Regions from separate parts of the Mus musculus genome. Here region 2 is linked to region 1. The links are chromatin contacts, called in public HiChIP or PLAC-seq maps. All regions are on one chromosome and are shown on one strand. Each heading gives the region's core, a stretch centred on a gene start, on an enhancer-like site or on the middle of the called end of the contact. The rest is flanking DNA. Distances are from core to core; before and after follow the strand shown.

What was found. HiChIP or PLAC-seq counts read pairs in DNA pulled down with a chosen protein or histone mark.
Region 2: a contact with region 1 is called in an HNF4G HiChIP or PLAC-seq map of pancreatic cancer cells. The contact joins two enhancer-like sites. A contact is called at or near these places in 6 of 39 promoter capture datasets (HPC-7-derived erythroid cells, embryonic stem cells, hematopoietic stem and progenitor cells and 3 more), 2 of 15 datasets of contacts at CTCF or cohesin (the NIH/3T3 cell line and embryonic stem cells), 14 of 484 Hi-C or Micro-C datasets (the HL-1 cell line, bone marrow-derived macrophages, cerebral cortex and 7 more), 4 of 115 datasets of contacts at active chromatin or transcription factors (the NIH/3T3 cell line, bone marrow-derived macrophages, embryonic stem cells and 1 more) and 2 of 9 other capture datasets (adipose tissue and pancreatic islet).

Annotation. Positions count from the first base shown.
Region 1 is chr6:85,271,255-85,276,952 of GRCm38.p6, reverse strand. The region is part of intron 6 of Sfxn5 (sideroflexin 5); the gene reads left to right. Among named protein-coding and RNA genes, the nearest start is that of Sfxn5, 59 kb to the left of the region's middle. Within about 2 kb of position 2,327, at least 6 of the 459 cell types and tissues checked have an H3K27ac peak or open chromatin away from gene starts, as enhancers often do. A contact at or near this core is called in pancreatic cancer cells, where this site is marked.
Region 2 is chr6:85,354,403-85,360,100 of GRCm38.p6, reverse strand. The region is part of intron 1 of Rab11fip5 (RAB11 family interacting protein 5 (class I)); the gene reads left to right. Among named protein-coding and RNA genes, the nearest start is that of Rab11fip5, 17 kb to the left of the region's middle. Within about 2 kb of position 3,385, at least 27 of the 459 cell types and tissues checked have an H3K27ac peak or open chromatin away from gene starts, as enhancers often do. A contact at or near this core is called in pancreatic cancer cells, where this site is marked.

The sequences.
Region 1 (5,698 bases), core at 1,078-3,577:
GTGGGAAGCAAGCCTGGCTGTTGGCTCCCATTTCCTCCACTTCCATTTCCCTGGTCCCCATGCATTCTGGGCACCTTCCACCATGTGTGGCCGTGCCTGCCGCGCTTCCCTCTTAGAAGAGGTGTGATCCACTGGCATCAGCCGGGTGGACTGGCTCCCTCTCTCCATCTCTTCCTTCCCTTCCCCTGCCATGTTCTGGAAAGGGCAGCAGGAGGGAATGTGGGCAGGTTGCACTAGAGATATACATCTGAGAGCTGAAGGGAACATTTATTTTTAATGTAGACTGAAAAAGAAAAGGAAGTTATAAAACGCCTGCTCCTGCTCCTGCTCCTGGGACTATACAGATGGTGCAGTGCTTTGCCTAATAGGGAACGAGGCTGGCACCATGTGCTCTGGGCCCCGCCTGGCCACAGGGACCCAGTGGGCTCTTTGGTGTCCCTGGTCTCCCATCCTTACCCTCTCTAGATTGTCTTTTGTCAATGTCTGGGACATTCTTCCCAGTCAGGCCAGTGGCTCTGTTGTCCCGCTGCCTCAGCTGCCTGGCTCCTGTCACACATACACAAACACATGCAGACATGCATGCACTCTCTCTCTCTCTCTCTCTCTCTCTCTCTCTCTCACACACACACACACACACACACACACACACACACACACACACACACATCTCCCTTAGCAGAAGTCAACTTCTGTTTGCCAATAGTTAGTCAAGCCTGGCTTTCCTAAAGTCCTGTTTGAATGTTAGGGTCCATCAGCCTTGCTCACTCTCGAGAACCTCTTTGGCCAGTCTAGCTTTTCCTGTCTTGTCTGGTCTTTGTGTTTTGTGGTTAGGGGGTGTTTTGGTTAATTTTCTCTTTGCCGTGACAAAACTTCTATATAGACATACATGGTGTTATATATGTGCATGCATACATGCATGTAATTTAAGTAAGAAGAATTTGTTTCGGCTTGTAGTTTGAGGACACTGTCCCTCACGGTGAGAGGTCACAGCAGCTGGAAGGGAGGTGGCCACATTACACCGCCAACTTCTCAGGGAGCATACACAAATGCAGGCAGGCACTCAGCTAGCTCTCTACTTCTTCTTCAGTTCAGGACTCCAGCTCATGGGATAGGGCTGCCTGCATTCTGGGTGGTTTTTCCCACCTCAGTTAAATTTTTGCAGAATCTATCATGGAAGCACCCTGAGGTTTGTGTCATCCTAAATTCCGTCAGTCAAGTTGACAATGAAGATTTACCATCACAGACACCATTTTAAGTCCACTCCCTACCCCTGCTGTGCCAGAAGCCTTAGAGCACACTACATAGTCTATGCCCCATCAACCAGCTAGAGTGGTAACTGAACCCCCTTGTCCTTTGTGCTCATTGAGACAAGCTGGAGGAGTACCCTAAAATTAGAACCAGAGTGCCAAGCTGGAGATTGAGAGACCCGACTCTTCAATTCACTATAAAGGCTTGGATTGATTCCCTGCACATCTCAAAGCCTCAGCCAAACAGGAAGGTCATCTCTATTTTATAGGGTCCTCATTATTGAAGAGTTATGGTAAATGATGCGTGCTTAGTAAGAAGATGAAAAGCGTGGAGAAGTTTTAGAGGCTCAAGGCACTGCTGTGGACACCAGGTTTGTGTTTAGCAGGCAGCAAGGGTTGTCCAACACAGTCAGAGTCATGTGTATTGGGAGTATGTCTGACATAGCCTAGGTGCAAGTTTATTTAGGGATCTGGATTGTTCTAGAAAAGATTATGTGTCATTTTGTTTTTTCAAATCAGGGTTTCTCTGTGTAGCCCTGGCTGTCCTGGAACTCACTCTGTAGACCAGACTGGCCTTGAGCTCAGAAATCCACCTGCCTCTGCCTCCCAAGTGCTGGGATTAAAGGCATGCGCCACCACTGCCTGGCATATGTGTCACTTTTTAAAAAGGCATACTATAAGGATAAAATGATTCCCAGAGAAGGTTAGCAAAGGGAAGATGGAGAGGCTGGGAATGGGCACAGAACATGGGCAGTGTGGGTCTGTATTTGAGGGAGCTGGCAAGAGTTTCTTTTAATTTTATTTACTTACTTATTTAGTCTTGTTGTTGTTGTTGTTGTGTGTGCGTGTGTGCACATGTGTGCATGCACATGTATAACACCATGTATGTCTAGGTATGGAAGTCAGGTTGTCAGGCTTGGATGGCCAACACTTTACCCACTGAGCTATCTTATTGACCCTGGCCTAGGCCTCTTAATGGTCAGACACAGGAAAATGACCCAGGGTCAGCAAGACAATGCAAACCAATTGCTTGGACATGCACTCTCTGACTTAGAAGCCAGGAAGTGTTTCTGAGGTGACTCAGTAAAGGGACACCACAATCCAAAGTGCAGTGACCATCCTGGACAGCAGGAGCCTGGTAATACACAGAGTCCTGGGTAATGGTGTCTGAGGACATTCTTGGTAGCTTAAGCACCATCCGGGAGTTGGGATTTGGAGGTAAACATATTGCATAGTTTACAATATGATGTAAAAACCATGGGGTGGGGGCAGGCTGTGTGACGTGAACACTTGCGAATAGCCAGTATGAATTACCCCAGTTTTTAAGAGGCAGAATTCATGTGCTTGTGTGTGATGTCCCCACCCTCCCCTCAGTCACTCTAGGTTCAGCTTCTCTTTACTCTGGCCAGAGCTTCAAGAAGGAAAAGTGCCTGGGTCCCTCAGGAGCCTTCACTATATAGGCACCTCATGGAGGATGGGGTTGCCTCTCCAGACAATTGGAAGCTGAGAATAGACTTTTGAACTGAGCTGGGGAGTGTGTAGATGGCTAAGTCTGCAAATGACTGCCACACAAGCATGAGGGCCAGAGTTCAAATCCATAGAACCCATGGAAAAATCCAGGTACAGTGGTGTGTGCCTGTAACACTGGCATAGTGGAGGTGGAGTATGGAGACAGGGGGATCCCTAAAGCATGTTGGCCAGCCAGAGCTTCAGTCTCAGTGAGAGCCTTCCTCAGAGCATAGAGGTGGCAGGGCTGGAAAGATGGCCCAGTGGTTAAGCACATTGGCTGCTGTTACAGAGGACTTGGGTTAGGTTCTCGACACACAGTAACTCACAGCTATCTGTAACTCCAGTCCCAGAGATCTGACAACCTTTTCTGGTATCCTTAGACACTGAACATAAGTAATACACAGACACATGTATAGGCAAAACACCTGTGCATGTACATTAAGAATAAGTAATGAGGGCTGGAGAGATGGCTCAGCAGTTAAGAACACTGACTGTTCTTCCAGAGGTCCTGAGTTCAATTTCCAGCAACCACATGGTGGCTCACAACCATCTGTAATGGGCATCTGATTCTGTCTTCTGCTGTGTCTGAAGATAGTGACAGAGTACCCATATATATGAAATTAATATGACCAGAGCAGGGCTGAAGTGAGCAGGGTTGGAGAGAGCAGGGCTGGGAAAAATAAAAAAAAAAAAAGTAATGACTACTGATGGAAGGTGATTGAGAAATACACTCTACAATCAATCTCCACATGCACACACACACACATTTATACACAAATATATACCCCGTACACACACCCAAACAACACACACTGGGGTGTGTGTGTGTGGAATTGAGCTAGGATCTTCAGGGTCAATCCTTTTCCCTATAGGATAAAAAGGTCCAACTCCAGAAGGAATCAAGAATCCAAGAGCAATCTAAGCAATCTAAGGTCTCCTGACTGGATTTCAGTTCGTTGTCCAACTGGCCACTGCACAAAAGAATCAAGTAGAGATTTCACTCTGGAAGGAAAAAAAAAACCCTTACATAGCTCCTCTCAGAGCTGAGGAATGGCTTTTCGTTCTGTAATTTTATTCAAACTGATATGGGCCAATAAATATAAATGTGCGTGTGTGTTCGCTGTTTTAAAACATTTTAATGTTTAAAACATGATTTACTAATGCTGCTAAGGATGTCTAGAATTTGATTTACTGCATAGTATTGAATGTTTATACTTGTTCCTTGCGGAAATTCTTGCCAAAGAGCCATTTTATCTACAGGAATAATAAATAAGTCAATATGTGGATGGCTGTGCACATTTTTCCCATATGTAGCTGTGCTCAGTAGATGTTGTTTTGCACACAAACACTCTAAAGGTAAACCTAAGAGACTCACACAAGCCCTTGATGCCCACTGTCAAGGTCAGCCAGGTGCATGCCGGTAAACCTGGGATGTGTGAAGTAGAGGCAGGAGGATTGTGAATTCAAGATCACCCTCAGCTGCATAGGAAGGTCAGAGCCAGCCTGTGCTGTGTTAAATTCTGTCTCAAAACAGAGCAGAAGGGCCAGGGCGATGAGTCAGCGAGTAAAGCCCGTGCTGCGCTAGCCTGATGACCGGTGTTTGGCTCCTCGAGTCAGGATCCACAGAACCCGTGTAAAAAGCCGGAGACTGCATGTGCATCTATAGCCTAACCATTTCCATATTGTGATGGGAAGTGGAGGCAGGAGAATAGCCCAGAGCTCATGGGCTAGTTGGCCTGGAGTGTGCAATGCAGGGACAGAGACAAGAGAGACTTCACCTCAGAAGAAGATGGAAAGTGAGAATTGACTCCTAAAAGTTGTCCTCTGACCTCCAAATGTCATTCAGTCATCAGTCAGACAGACAGACAGACAGACAGGCACACACACAAACACACACACACACACACACACACACACACACATTTAGGGCTGGAGATGTATGTAGTAGCTCAGTGCTTGCTTGGCATACACAAAACCCTGGGTTCAGTCCTCAGCACCTGTCTTAGTTAAGGTTTTATGGCTGTGAAGAGACACCATGACAAAGGCAGCTTTCATAAAGGACAACATTTAATTGGGTCTGGCTTATGATTTCAGAGGTTCAGTCCATTATCATCAAGGCAGGAGCATGGCAGTGTCCAGGCAGACATGGTGCTGGAGAAGGAGCTGACTGGAAGTTCTACTTCTTGATCCAAAGGCAGCCAGGATGAGGCTCTCTTCTGTACTGGGCAGAATTTGAGCCTAGAAGCCCTCAAAGCCTGCCTACACAGGGACACACTTTCACCAACAAGGCCACACCTATTCCACAAGGCCACACCTCCTAATAGTGCCACTTCCCTTGGGCCGAGCATATTCAAACCACTGCAGCTCCCAAGCATGGTTGTCTCCTGCAATCCCAGCACTTGGGAGGTGGACACATGACAGGAAGTTAAAGGTTATTCTCTGCTACACAGCAAGGGCAAGACCAAAGTAGGACACATAAGACTCTTAAAAAGTGCATGTGTGCGTGTGCGTGTGTGTGTGTGTGTGTGTGTGTGTGTGTGTATGTTTAGAGATGGCTTAATGCAGAGGTTCTCAACCTGTGGGTTGTGACCCCTTTGGGGTTGAATGACCCTTTCATAGGGGTTGCCTAAGACCATCAGAAAACACAGATATTTACGTCACCATTCATAACAGTCGCAAAATTGCAGTTATGAAGTAACAACAAAAATAACGTTATGGTTGGGGGCCACCACAATATGAGGAACGGTGTTAAAGGGTTGCAGCATTAGGAAGGTTGGGAACCACTGGCTTAGTGGTTAAGAGCACGTATTCCTCTGCCAGAGGACCTCAGTTCAGTTCCCAGAACCCATTAGGCCTTTCACAAACTCCTATAACTTCAGTTCTGGGGCATCCCACGCCCTCTTCCGGCCTCCATTCACAGAAACACATACACATAAATAAAT
Region 2 (5,698 bases), core at 2,136-4,635, 82 kb before region 1:
GACTCCACTTAGTAATTGTGTGACCACGGGCAAATTACAGAACTCAGTTTTTCATCAACAGTGCAAACAGTGGAAAATAATAAAGCAATAAAAGCAGTAAAAACAACAACAACAAAACAATAAAAGACAGTAAAAGTCATGCAGGACCCTGTGTGTAGGAGCTCCCCGTAAGTTAAGCTCCCTCAGGGGTCGGTTCTTAGCTTCCATCTTGATTGAGTCAGGTCTCTTTGCTGTTTGTCACTGTCTAGGCCAGGCTAGATGGCCTAGGAGCTTCTGAAGATTCTCCTGTGTTTGCCTCCTATCTCCTTATAGGAGCTCTGGGGGTACAGATGTGTGTCAGCATGCCCAGCTTCATGTGGGTTGCGGGGATTTGAATTCATGTCCTTACACTTGCATGGCAAATGCATTACTGGTTGAGCTAGCCCAAGACCCAACCCAAAGCCAGAGGCTCTTTTGCAGTAAAAAAGGTACTAACTTGCCTGTTTTGAGGTACCGTGTGCATTTTTGGGGTGCTGGTATGTGGGTGATACCAAACTGCAGGAACTGAGGAACCCATGCTTTGAGGACCAGATGTGCACTGCGGTCACAGGTCGAGCAGGGTCACTGTGTTTTTTTTTTTTAATTTTTTTTTAAAGATTTATTTATTGATTATATGTAAGTACACTGTAGCTGTCTTCAGACACTCCAGAAGAGGGCATCAGATTTCATTAGGGATGGTTGTGAGCCACCATATGGTTGCTGGGATTTGAACTCTGGACCTTCGGAAGAGCAGTCGGGTGCTCTTACCCACTGAGCCATCTCACCAGCCCAGGGTCACTGTTTTTGCTGTGGCATTTCAGAAGTGGTTTCCTACTTGGTCTGTAAGAACTGCTTTAAGGGGCTGGTGGTCCCTTACCCAGGTGTGCTATCTCTTGGCAGGTTGCCTTCTTCTGGGAGGGATGGGCACACTCAGGGCTAGTCATCTCATAAGAAGTATGTCTTGGCTGGGTCTGGTGGCACAAGCCTCCTTACAAAGTTGGATCAGCATTCTAGGCCGCCCTGGGTTACAGGGCAAAGTCAAGGTCAGCCAGGTTAACTTAGTGAAACTTTGTTCCAAACATAATTTAGGGGACTGGAGAAGTACCTTCTTGGTAAAGAGCTTTGCCTGCTCTTCCAGAAGGGACAGGTCCACTTCCCAGTGCTCCCATGATGGTTCACAAACATCTGTAGTCCCAGTTACAGGAGCTGATGCTCTGCTCTGGCCTCTAAGGGCCCTTGGCATGCAAGAGGGGCACAGGCAGGTAAGACACCCACACACAAAATGATAAAAAATTATAAAAATACAAATAAAGGTTGAGATTTAATATAGCTCAGTGGTAAAATACTTGCTTGGAATGCATGAGGGCCTACATCCAATCGATCATATCCCAAACAAAAAAGCCCGTCCTGTTGGCAGTTACACCCCCACATGCAGAGGTAGGAGGACTGAGAATCTGAGGCCAGCCTGGGCAACATCTTGGACTCTTACCTAAAAAACTAGAGATAGAAAAGTAAGTCACGACTTGGCTGGGTCCAGGGCAACAAAGGATTCTTTTGGTTTCACCTGAGTGCCTTGGATGCTGAGACCATGTGGAAGGAAATTCAGTTTCTGACTTGACAAATTAATGGAGATAAGGCAGGGACCATCCATCCTGTTCTCACCCAGGACTGAGAGTAGTCATCTGAGGTGCCCCCACCGATATGTCTGTCATATCTATATTTCCAGTCAGAACTTTATAGTTCCATATGTTCTAATTAGGCTTGGTGTCTCTAGAGGGCTAACGGACAAAATGATCCTACACTGATGATGCCCATCTGGGTGTGGCCTTAGCTAATAATACCCAACTTGGTGGGGCCTTGGCTGTTGAGCTCTGGCCTTGTATACAACCCAGCCAAGTCGTGACTTACTTTTCTATCTCTAGTTTTTTAGACAAGAATTCAAGAGCTTTGTTGAGGCTTTGGCCAAATCCTAATGGATTTGGGGTAGGTCTCAACCCTGAATGGGAGTAGTGGGCCAGGCATCAGAATGGCCCCTGAGGTTGCCGTGGCTGTGACAAGCCCACCCAGGTGGACTTGGAGGAGCAGAGGATGGAGAGTGAGGAAGGGTACCTGAGAGCTTCTAAGTCAGGTCCTACCTTCCCTTGTCCATTGCTGGAGATAGGAGAGGGCTACATGGCTAGTTATGGCTGTTTATGTCTGCCTTCTCATGGACAGAGATGTGGGGAACCTCAGGCTGCAGGAAGTTGCCTGATTGCCCCTGTTTCTTTGGTGTGTGTACCCTGTGTCAGCCTCCTAGGCAGTGTCTATGGCTGCCTTTCCCCTAGGAACCCAGTAGCTTGGTGCCTGGCAGGTCTGAGTAGGGCATAGTTGAGGACTTGTCTAGGAATGAGGATGCAAGAATTTCTCAGGGTTTTTATCATCTCAGCAAGAGCAGGGTCACCATTCTGGAGGAGGCTGAGCTCTGGCCAAGTCCTCAGAGTGCTCAAGGTGTCTGATCTGGTTGCTAGAGAGGGGCTGAGTGAACCTGTTGAAGGACAGGAGTGACAGTGTTCTGTGTCCCAAGCATTTGTAGCCCCAGTCTTCTATGGACAAGAGAATCTGAGACATGCTGAGTGTCTTAACCACTTACTTTCCCTTTTGCTGTGATAAAATACCTTCACAAAAGCAGCTTAAGGGAGGAAGGGCTCGTTTTAGGTCACAGTCTGGAGGTACTGTGGTAAATGGAGGCACTGAGGTCATTCTGTCAAGAATGGGAGGCAGCTGGTTACATTGTATCTGCAGTCAGGAAGCAGAGAGCAACAATGTAATGCTTAGTTTCCTTTTCCTTTTTATTCCTTTGGGGTGGGGGAGTCCCAGCTGTTAACAATGGTTGCCTGCAGTTAAGGTGTATCTTCCCACATCAATGAACCTAATAGATAAAAGCCCTTAAAGATGTGCCTGCTCCCTGTGTAACTTTCCATCATTCAGATAAACCGTTAATATTAACCATCACACTGAGCAAAGCCCTTCTTCCTTTCTGGCCTCCCAGATAGAGATTCAAGTTTCCTAGAAGTATCAGATGAGGTAGTGACCTCACAGGAAAAAGGGTCAATCCTCAGCCTGGGCTGCTGACACCCCTTGCCTTTACCTGGGGAAGTCCCTAGAGTACCCCCTTTGGTGGGCCCAGAAGCTGTAGAGGAAGACAAGAACTCAGGCCTGGTATTTCTCCTTTGTATTACCGTGATGATAGATGCTCCTTATAAAAGATTCAAGCAGTACAAAAATAGCCACAGAGAAGATAATTTCCCTGCAGCCTGTCACCCGGTGATCTCTTTTGCTGCATGTGACCTTCAGGCCAAGCACAGAGGATGTCTGTGGTCCTCCTAGCATCTTAGCAGGGGCTGGATTGGAGTTAGAGTCTGTAACACCCCCCCCTTCTATTTCTTAGGTCTTGGTGGGGTTTTGTCTGGATTTGAGAAAAGTGACTGGGACCTTGGTTCTTAAAAGACCTAAAGGCTGAGAAATCAGCTATTGTTACACACGCCTTAACCTCAGGACTCAGAAGCTGAGGCTGGCAGATCCTAATTTAGAGACCAGCCTAGGCTACATAATAAGACCCTACCTCAAACATTAAGACCCCCCTCCCCCCACAATAAAACAAGCCCACTGCCACTAGCCTTATGGTGAGTTTATTCTGTATATTTGGATGAGAAATCTAACCACACTCACTCCCTCACTATGTAACCCGGGCTGGTCTTGAGCTGGTCATTCTCCTGCCACAGCCTCCCAAGAGCTAGGGTTACACTTGTGCACCTACCAAGCCTAGCTACATAGCAGGCTTTAATGAAAGGGCCCACTCCCATTCCCAACCTCCTCTGCCTGCCAGGACCTCCAAATTGCCAGTGTTGTGGGGAAGGGGGCTCCCAGTGAGGAATGGTTGCCTTATGCTCCTGAGGTACGCATGCATGCATGCCCGCTGTGTGTGTCATGGGCTCTGAGCCTGTTGGCAGCAATGCTAAGGGCCTTCACCCTTGCTTGAGTTCTGGTCTTGAATTCTAGACTAGTGAGAAGCATTTCCCCCAGATACTTGGAGATAGTCATTGCCCTGTGATAATGGTAATGATAATTGATAATGGAGGCCTTTGGGGTTTTCTTTATTTGCTTGTGGTTTGGAAGTCTCATAGCAACATTGGTGGGTGTGGTGCTGACTTTGTTCTTTGGGTTATGTACTTTGGGGCCTTTTGCTGGTAGCTTTCAGTTCAAGAAAACTTTCTTTTTCTTTCTTTCTTTCTTTCTTTCTTTCTTTCTTTCTTTTTTTTTTTTTTTTTTTTTTTTTTTTTTTTTTTTTGAGACAGGGTTTCTCTGTGTAGTCCTGGCTGTCCTGGAAATCACTTTATAGACCAGGCTGGCCTTGAACTCAGAAATCTGCCTGCCTCTGCTTCCTAAGTGCTGGGATTAAAGGTGTGCGCCACCTTGCCCAGCTCAAGAAAACTTTCTTGTGTTGTTTCTTTCATAGTTTCTTGCTGTTCTCTCTCTCTCTCTCTCTCTCTCTCTCTCTCTCTCTCTCTCTCTCTCTCTCTCCTCTCCCTCTCTCCCTCCCCCCCCACCCCCTTTACTCTGTAGCCTTTACTGCTTGGGAACTCACAACATAGCCCAGCCTGGCCTTGAATTTGCAGTAAACCCCCTGTTTCTGCCTCTCGAGTGTTGACATTATAGGTGTATACTATTAAACTGTGTTTCTTTTTAAAGCAATACAACTTTTTTGGAGAGTCCTTTTTTATGTTGTTTAGGCTGGCCTTAAACATGGATGAGTCCTCCTGTCTCAACCTTGTGCACGGTTACAAGCATGTACCACCATCCCACAGTAGTTAACTCATTAAAATGGTTCTCACATATATTTATTTTATTATTTTATGTATACAAGTGTTTTGCCTGGATGGTGTGTATGTGTACCATGTGTGTGCCTGGTGCCCTGGGATGTCAGAAGGCGGCCTTGGATCCCTCGGGACTGGGATTAAGAGTTGGTTGTGAACTGCCATGTGGGTGTTGGGAATCAAATCTGTAGCTAGACTGGTGGCCAAAAAGCCCCAGGAGTCCCCTGTCTCTGCCTCTGACACACAGTCTCTGTGCTGGCACACAGTCCACACCTGTCTTTTCACATGAGTTCTGGAAATCCAAGCCCACGTTCTCATGTTTGTCCAGTAAGCACTCTTACACAGTGAGCCCTCTTCCCAGCTTCTTGGGCATTTGAAATTACAGATCCCATTAGAGGGCCAATTCGGTGGCCCAGCAGGGAAAGGCAGTCACTGCCAAGCCCGACAGCTGCATTATTCCCCATGTGCCACATGGCGGGACAGAACTGACTCCATAAGTTGTTCTCTGACCTCACGTTTGCTCTGTGGCACATAGGCACAATCCCTCTACCCACCCGCACACACGATAAATTAAATATAATTTAATTTTTAAAAACCTGAGAGGCCAATAATAAAAAAATGATTTAAAAATTTATAGCATGAAGATGTGATAAGGTATTATGTAGTGACTAAATATGTCTTCCTTCCTTTCCTTTTTTAAAAGATTAATTTATTTATTTTATGTATATTAGTACACTGTAGCTGAACAGATGGTTGTAAGCCTTCATGTGGTTGTTGGGAATTGAATTTTTAGAACCTCTGCTCGCTCTGGTCAACCCCGCTCGCTC